Regions from separate parts of the Mus musculus genome. Here region 2 is linked to region 1. The links are chromatin contacts, called in public HiChIP or PLAC-seq maps. All regions are on one chromosome and are shown on one strand. Each heading gives the region's core, a stretch centred on a gene start, on an enhancer-like site or on the middle of the called end of the contact. The rest is flanking DNA. Distances are from core to core; before and after follow the strand shown.

Region 1 (4,128 bases), core at 328-2,827:
CCAGGTTCCTGCCTGTCCCACATGGCTCTGAACTGCTGCTGAGAGGGAGCAGTTCCAAATCAACACAGCTCCTTTTTCCCAAGTCTTGATCTTCTGATGGTATTACTTTGTGAATGTCATCTATTCTCAGATGAGAATGCAAAAAATCCACCCCCCCAAAAAAAAAAGGGAAGGAAAGAAGGAAGGAGAGAGAGAGACAGAGGCAGAGAGAGAGAGAGAGAGAGAGAGAGAGAGAGAGAGAGAGAGAGAAGAAATTTAAGAAAGTTAGGTGAAGAGAAATGAGTCCTCTCCTATCCCTAAACAACCTCTATTTTAGTTTTGTACATTTCCAAGACATTTTGTGATTCCCTGGTTTTAATTTTGTTTATATAAATGACTATGCCATTATTGTACCTTCTTATCCTTTTTCAAGCTTGACAAAAACATAAACAGTTCCCACATTATAAACAAGCCTTACACATATTGTTAAAGGCCAAACCATTCATCAAATGGAGAGAAGATGATTTAATACTTGTTCTGTTGGTGAACATGGAGATCTCTTGAAATGTTGGGTTTTTTGTTTTGTTTTGCTTTGTTTTGTAGGTTTTTTTCCACAATAGATTTTATATGCCCCAGTTTTTACCCTGAGCCTTTTCTGTTTCAGAGGGCTACAGGTTTGATGTGGATTTCCAGAAGTTGCTGGTGCTTTAGAGGGTCTTGGCAGAGAGCAAAGTCAAGCCATCAAAGTCTGTCTATGCTGGTGACAACAGTGTCAGGCACAGGCAGGCGTGTTGTCACCACAGAGCCAGGAGATAAGGGTTTTCATCCTTGCTCTGTTGTTTCCCCAGTGGTTAGTTATCCATGGATTAGGCGATTGGTCAGGTTCTCTGTGCCTCAGTTTCCTCATCTGTAATGCCAAGGGACCAACTCCTCTGTGTGGAAGGAGTACTGTCATCCCAGAGGAGAGAGGCCACCTGAGTCGCCCAAGCAAGGAGACATGGACGTGCTATTCCTGTCTTGGCTGTAGAGGAAGGGAGATGGAATGCAGATGTGACTATTTGTCTACATCCTGGCATCTGCTAGCTGTGGACCTGGGCTGCAGTGCTCCATCAGCAAAGTAAGGCTAAGGGAAAGCCAGGCCACAGGCTGGGCCAGACTCACAACAGGGCACTGCATCCTGGATGAGGTTCTTCTTCCCAAGATGCTTTCTGTCTTAGTCTGTTAGTGTCCTTAGAACTAACTAATCAATCAATATCTCTCTCTCTCTCTCTCTCTCTCTCTCTCTCTCTCTCTCTCTCTCTCTCTCTGTGTGTGTGTGTGTGTGTGTGTCTGTCTGTCTGTCTGTTTGCATATACAGACTAATCTGGTCCTTTTGAAGGAAAGAGGGGGAGGAGGGATGGGCCCACCATCCCCTTGTAGAAAACAGTGTGCCGTCTGAGTGTCTATTCTGAAGACCATCTTCTAAGCATTTCCATAGATACCCAGTGGTGGTGACTAATGGGCTAAGCTGTTTGCTGCACTGATTGGAATGTCCCACCGCTGTGCCACCCACTACCTCCTCCCTCCACTGATTCTTTTCTCTGTAGAATTCTGTGTCTTCTGAGATTCTGCAGTGATTGGTCTGTGCTGTCTCTCTGGGCCTGCAGTGAATACAGATCAGGGATGCATTGCATTGTGAAGTGGGTATTTCCAGTTCTCTGGATTCAGACAGCCTTCATGCAGATACACATGTGTGCTGAGCTCTTAGCTCTACCCTGAGGGCAGCAAACCAGGAGCAGGAATAGATAGTGCCAATTTAGGTAGTGGCAAATCCTGGGGACTTCACTGAGAGACACTCACTGCCCTGCCTTGCCTCTAAGAACATGTGACTCCCTCACATTTGCAGAGAACAGTTCAGGTCTCTAGCTCTTTGTCACATGCATTTCTTAAGACCTGCACAGGTCCCCAAGGTCGTCACTACTGTTCCTTCCGACAAATAATAATACACTCAGGGGCCAGTTATGCCTCAGGTCATGGAGATACAGATCAGGGTTGTATGGGCTGATGGATTTATCCAGTCTTTCAATCAAAACCTACTGGCCATGTTCTATAGTAGGTGCTTCCGTGTGTGCTGGAAACCCATCCCTGCCTAGGAGACATCTTCTTTCTGCTGAAGGGTAGGAGACCCAGGCTGGTCCTCAAGTTGTTTGACCACATCCTGTTGTGTGCTAGCCTGGAAGCTGGCACAAAATGTTCTGGAAGCAGCAAAAGTAGGCAGAGCTAGAGCTGGATCCCCAGTCAACATATTGAAAATGAGGCATCAGTCTACCGGGGATGACCATGGACCCCGTGGACACCAACAGAACTCACAGGCCTCCTTCGGAACAGAGCACCTGAAGGTGGCTCTGGGGCTTTCTGTGTCCAAATGATTCTTCTCTCCCTCCACATGTATTTAATCTGCATTCAATCACTGTCTTAGGATCGCTGCTGCTGCAGTGAAACACCACGACCAAAAAGCAAGTAGAGGAGGAAAGGGTTTATTTGACTTATACTTCCACATCACTGTTCATCACCAAAGGAAGTCAGGACAGGAACTCACACAGAGCAAGAACCTGGAGGCAGGAGCTCATGCAGAGTCCATGGAGAGGGGCTGCTTACTGGTTTGCTTCCTCTGGCTTGCTAGGTCTGCTTTCTTATAGAACTCAAGACTACCAGCCCAGGAATGGCACCACTCACCATGGACTGGGCTCTCCTGCATTGATCACTAAGATCTCTAATTGAGAAAATGCCTTACAGCTGGATCTCACGGAGGCATTTCTCAACTGAGGTTGTTTCTTCTCTGATGACTCTGGCTTGTGTCAAGTTGGCACACAAAACCAGCCAGTACAGCCAGTAGCATATAGAATCTGGGACCCAGGAGTGCTGGGCACTTCCTTAGTTTTTGTGATCTCTGGTATAATTCTCAGTTTCCCAGCCCTGCTTCACGAAAGCCGGGTCTCGTTGCCATTCCACCCTCCAGCTCACTTTTAGCTCAGTATTCTTGCATGGTTATGTTCACACAGAGAATGTTGGATAGGGACTACAGCATTTCTGACTTGGTCAACACCTCCTTTCTTCATTTCTTTCCATTCCTGCTCCCACCCACTGGCTCTTACTGTTGCCCGTGTCGTTTTTACAGTCCATGAATTCACAGCAGAGGATGGGAACTGCATGCATGCTGTTGAATGAATGAGAACAATAAGCCTTCAGCATATATCACTTATGAATGAATGAATGAATGAATGAGGATATAATCCCTTCCTGGGGTGAAAGGCTATGTTCCCGCAGACCAGAACATACAGAGCTGTCCCTCCCAGTCTATGCAGAACAAACTCCTCAAGCCCTCTGTCAGATCCTATGCGGACACATTTAATTGCGATGATAGCTTTTCTGGCTGCCCCTCATTGAGTTTCTCCCGCTGCCACCTAGTCACAGAGAGCTCAAGGGAACTGACTCCGCCGGTCTGCTTTGGTGCTCATTAGCACGGATAGAAATCAAACCCAGGTCTCTGTGGGTTTCTTTGTTTCTGAGTCTCACATGACTCAAAGCCAGGCAGAACTCCTGTCCTTGCTGCTGATCCACTGGAGCCTGTAGCATCCTGGGATGCTGGCATTCATATGTCTCCTGTTGCCTTACACACAGCAAGGAGCTAACATCAAGGTGGTTCTCTGTTGATGTGAGCTACCTTTGTCCAGAGCAGGCAGGCCAGGCCATGTGTAAGTCAATGGCATACTTATCTAAGAGCAAGACCCTTCCCATTGGCCAATACTTACTTTCCAGCAAACAGGACCTTCTTGATCATGTGTCTTGCATTGTACAGGCCACACTGGCTCCTTGCTATCCCACTGCCTACAGGTCTGTGGACCAGGTGAGCTACTCTCACTTCAGATGAGAACCTGGAATGCTTCTGTTTCCCAGCCCGTAAGCCACAGAGTGTGAATCAGACCAACCCAGGACTTCAGCCTGTGTCATGTTGTCCTAGGTGTGTTCCATTTCTTAAATAAGAAAGCAAGTCTCAAGATATATGACATGCTAAAAATAAGCGAACGAGATTTCAGTCTTCCTCCAGTTTTCCCATTACTTCTTTACAAGATAAAAGGAAAGAAATAACCCCTGGCATTTCCATCGTGC
Region 2 (3,737 bases), core at 982-3,481, 340 kb before region 1:
GCAAGGACCCATGATGAGGGAAAAAGACCACCTGAGTGTCTGAGGTGGGCTGCTAGGGCCTCACTGGCCTGGAGCATGGAGAGACAGCAGGGGTCATGCTGGTGTAGGTTTGCCAAAGGTCAGTGAGGGCAATACACAGGGCAAGGGTACTTCAAGGGCAAGAGGGTGGCACCTTAATTGTAATCCATGCTTCTGAGTGAAGAGTGCTAGGCCTCTCAGGTAGACTGGAAAGGTCCAGGGAAGCCTTGAATTATTTGTAGCTGGGAGGCTGGATTTAGGTTAGATGGTCCTGTGTCCTTCCACAGCTCTGCAGTGGGCTACTGCTGTTATCAGGCCCAGGCGGTTCAGGAGACAGCTTTGAACACAGAAGAGGCTCCAAGCAGACCGGAAAGGTCTGGGGAGTGGAGTCTGTTGGGCTTAGCTGGTGCTAGAGTAGTGGGTGGCTGCCAGGCTTCCCAGCCCTGCTCCTCTTCTACAGACCTGTGGGCCCTCACTCTCTGCAGTTACTGAAGTCCGCTTTGCAGATTAAAGGGAGGAGATCTGGACTTACTGCAACCTGCTATCTATTCACAGTGGGGCCCTGTAGTTTGGATCAGCTCTGCTATCATCTTGCTCGGCGTCAGGCAAACACTAGAGGGCAGCAATGCTCTGTGGCAATTGTGGCCCTGCCTGCGGCACAGGGCGGTTACCAGCCTTTGAATTCTGCCGGAGGAGGAAGGCACTTTGCGGTCCTTGTCTCATCCTGATGTTTGTCTGCTAGTTGACAAGGCAGCAAAATAATGAGTTCTGGTGGGATTTTATAATCACAGTAAAGAGAAGGGCCTGGAGTTTTTCTGAAATAGAACAAGCTTTTGGTTCTTAATCAAGTGTGATCCATTGTGGAGCTGATGGTAACGAAGGACTTCGGCGGCAAATGGCGGACATTTGGGAAGGAATGGAGATGTGACTAGTGCAAGTTCCATCTGTCTTTCAGAATCCCTGCATGAGCTGGTGGTGCCACACACTTTGAATCCCAGCACTCAGGAGGCAGAGGCAGGCAGATTTCTTGAGTTTCAGGCCAGCCTGGTCTACAAAGGGAGTCCAGGACAGTCAGGGATATTACACAGAGAAACTCTGTCTCAAAAATCCAAAACCTCAGAACTGGAGGATAAAACTGTCTTTATCGGTGCTCTGCAAAATAGATGCAGAGTCCCTCTTCCCTGTGCAGGCACAGGGTGACCTGCGTGTGTTGGCTGGTTTAGGCGAGTGATTTCTGGTAATTATCTGGCACTCCCAAATGGCAACAAATAGCTGGCTGTGTACAGATCTGTGCAATGGTCATGAGGGTTTCACAGGCAAATGACAAGGTTCATATGAGAACAGAGGGGCTGGGACTTGAGTCATCATTTTCCCCTGTTTGTGAATAGAGGAGCCATGCAGCACCCTCTCAGCTTGTCTTCTGTGGAGAGCAAGCAGCCACCTCTCTCCTTTACTTAGTGCCGCTGCACACCGTCTGGGAACAGCAGGGTGGCAAGGAGGCTGCAAACCTCACTGGCATCCATTCACAGACTTCTTGAAGTAGGAATCTGTTCCTTGAGATTCTGTGGTCTAAATGTAGCCACCCCTATCTGCAGAGGGAGGTTAGGAAAAGGAACAATGATTCAGGCACCAAAGAAGATGGTGGCTTAGAGGTGAGGGGTCCCTGGGACACGTGTTCATGCACCCTTTGTGTTCCTTCCCTTCCCTTCCCTTGCCTCTGGGATGGGCAGGAGTGACTCTAGGCAAAGTGTTTCTGTCTGCCTGCCTGCTAGCCTGCTCCTGAAGTCCAGTGAGCTGCAGACAGTCATGGTCCACACTGGCCGGCGCTGAGGAGGGGAAACCGGCTGATAAACAAAAGACATGGAGGCAAACAATTCCCAAGTGAGTCAGATCTACAGAAACAAAGACCACGCTCCCATTGGATACCTTCTGCGGAGGAGCAGCTCGGGAGGCCTTCATCCCAGGAGCATAAGCACTGTTGCAATGTAGAGCAAGGTGCAACAAAGAAAGATGCACAGGCTGCGATGACTGTCTCCCCTGTAGCTGGCTGGTGGGGCTTGTGGCGGCTCCATCTGGTGCTGAGCAGACCCTGAGAAAGGTCTCGTCAGTTCCTTTCCTCACCACTTGCAGCCAGTTTTAAAGACAGGGAAACTGAGGGGTGAGACCCAGCTCAGCTCACAAAGTCTCCCATTGTTCTTTCAGTCCCCCTCGCTCCCTCGCTTGTGTGATTCCAAAAGCCCAACCCGGTGGCAGCTCCCCTCCCCCACCCTAGGCTGCCTGAGGGACTGAATACATTTTTGTTTTCAACAGAAAATGGCAGGTGACCTTACGAGAAAGTGCTACTGAGGAAGTGTCTGGAAAACTAGACCAGCTTCTGAGGGTCGCAGCGTGGCCCCGTCCTCCGCCTCCTCACATCTCTAAGTTCCAGAACAATTGGTGCCCTTTAAAACATTCTCCTTTATGAGACTTTAGAGGGGACTTTCAACCTCTTTGTCTTTGGTTAATTTTCTTTGCAAAGCCATTCAGATTTTATGCAGGCTACTCTGTTCAGATGCAAGAACAGCCTCCTCCTCCTCGGATTTCTTTTTTGATGGGTTTCCTTAATGAAGCTGTTGCTAAGGAAACCCTGCAAGAGCCTGGTAGGCACCAGAGTGACTGCATCCCTAGTGCTCCTGTCAGGTTGAGCTCAGAGTCAGAAGGGTGGGAGAGTGGGGAAGGGTGTCATCTGGGGAAGGGGCTGAGGTAATGCTGTGACAGGTCAAAGCTGGCCAACTGGCCAATGGCTTCCAGGGCCAGTCAGTCCGTGGGGGAACTGTGGGGGAACCGTGGGGGGATCCACAGCTCTTACAAGGAAACCATTGAATGGGGGGGGGTGGAGAAGGAAGGTCACCTGCTAGATTCCTTTCTGGAATTGAGAGGAGAGAGAGAGAGAACTGAGAAATTTCTGGTCTAACAGGATTCTGGTGTGTGGCTTGACTAAGAGTCCAGGAGAGTGGAAGTCTGTGAGGACAGTGAGGGGGGCTCAGTCATTCCAGAGCCAGGGGTCTGCAGAGACCCCTTGGGGGCCAGCTCTGCTCTACCCCCTCCCCTCCCCCTCCCAACTTGGAAAGGCACTGCCCATTGAGCTGAGTTTCAAATCTCCACTCTAACCAGAAAAGGTGATAAAAGAAGCCAGACCTCAGTGCCCTGCAGGCAGCTGTAATTTTTAAGGAGGGGTGAGAGGGATACTTGGGAATTCCTCTTTGGAGACTTGCAAGTCACTTTGGTCTCATGGGCTTGGGGAATCTTGGCTTTCCCTCTCCGCTTTAGCAGTTAGGAACCTTAGCATCAAGTCTACAGATACCTTAATAATTACACCCACTTCCTGGCAGGCATTTTTCTGATCGAACCTTCCTCTGGTTTTATTTAACTATAATCTCATTTTTTTCACCTTGATTTTTTTTTTTTATATTTTGGCTGTTACTGCTCTTAAATTGTGTGTGTTTAAAAAATTGATTTTACATTCTTCTTTAGAACAAGGCAGAATGTAAACAGATGCAGGCACGGAGAGTAGCGCAGGCGCACTGCAGACACAGAGAGAACCGCAGGCACACTGCTTTTGGAGGTTCCAGGGTATTTACCTTAGGAGGTTACAGCTGAGGTGAATGTTAAAACTGTGTTTTCAGTAGGCGAGTCTGGTAATACACGCAGACTCTGGAGAAGGGATGGGGGCTTATTCA

Evidence for each region. HiChIP or PLAC-seq counts read pairs in DNA pulled down with a chosen protein or histone mark.
Region 2: a contact with region 1 is called in an H3K27ac HiChIP or PLAC-seq map of SST interneurons, with 5 times the contacts expected there. The contact joins two enhancer-like sites. A contact is called at or near these places in 2 of 15 datasets of contacts at CTCF or cohesin (large pre-B cells and pro-B cells), 10 of 484 Hi-C or Micro-C datasets (bone marrow-derived macrophages, cerebellar granule neurons, cerebellum and 7 more) and 4 of 115 datasets of contacts at active chromatin or transcription factors (SST interneurons, astrocytes, bone marrow-derived macrophages and 1 more).

The regions. Positions count from the first base shown.
Region 1 is chr15:72,678,965-72,683,092 of GRCm38.p6, reverse strand. All of the region lies in intron 20 of Trappc9 (trafficking protein particle complex 9), which reads left to right. Among named protein-coding and RNA genes, the nearest start is that of Peg13, 130 kb to the left of the region's middle. Within about 2 kb of position 1,577, at least 6 of the 459 cell types and tissues checked have an H3K27ac peak or open chromatin away from gene starts, as enhancers often do. A contact at or near this core is called in SST interneurons, where this site is marked.
Region 2 is chr15:73,019,990-73,023,726 of GRCm38.p6, reverse strand. The region is part of intron 6 of Trappc9 (trafficking protein particle complex 9); the gene reads left to right. Among named protein-coding and RNA genes, the nearest start is that of Trappc9, 39 kb to the left of the region's middle. RefSeq lists an enhancer at 408-3,308. Within about 2 kb of position 2,231, at least 59 of the 459 cell types and tissues checked have an H3K27ac peak or open chromatin away from gene starts, as enhancers often do. A contact at or near this core is called in SST interneurons, where this site is marked.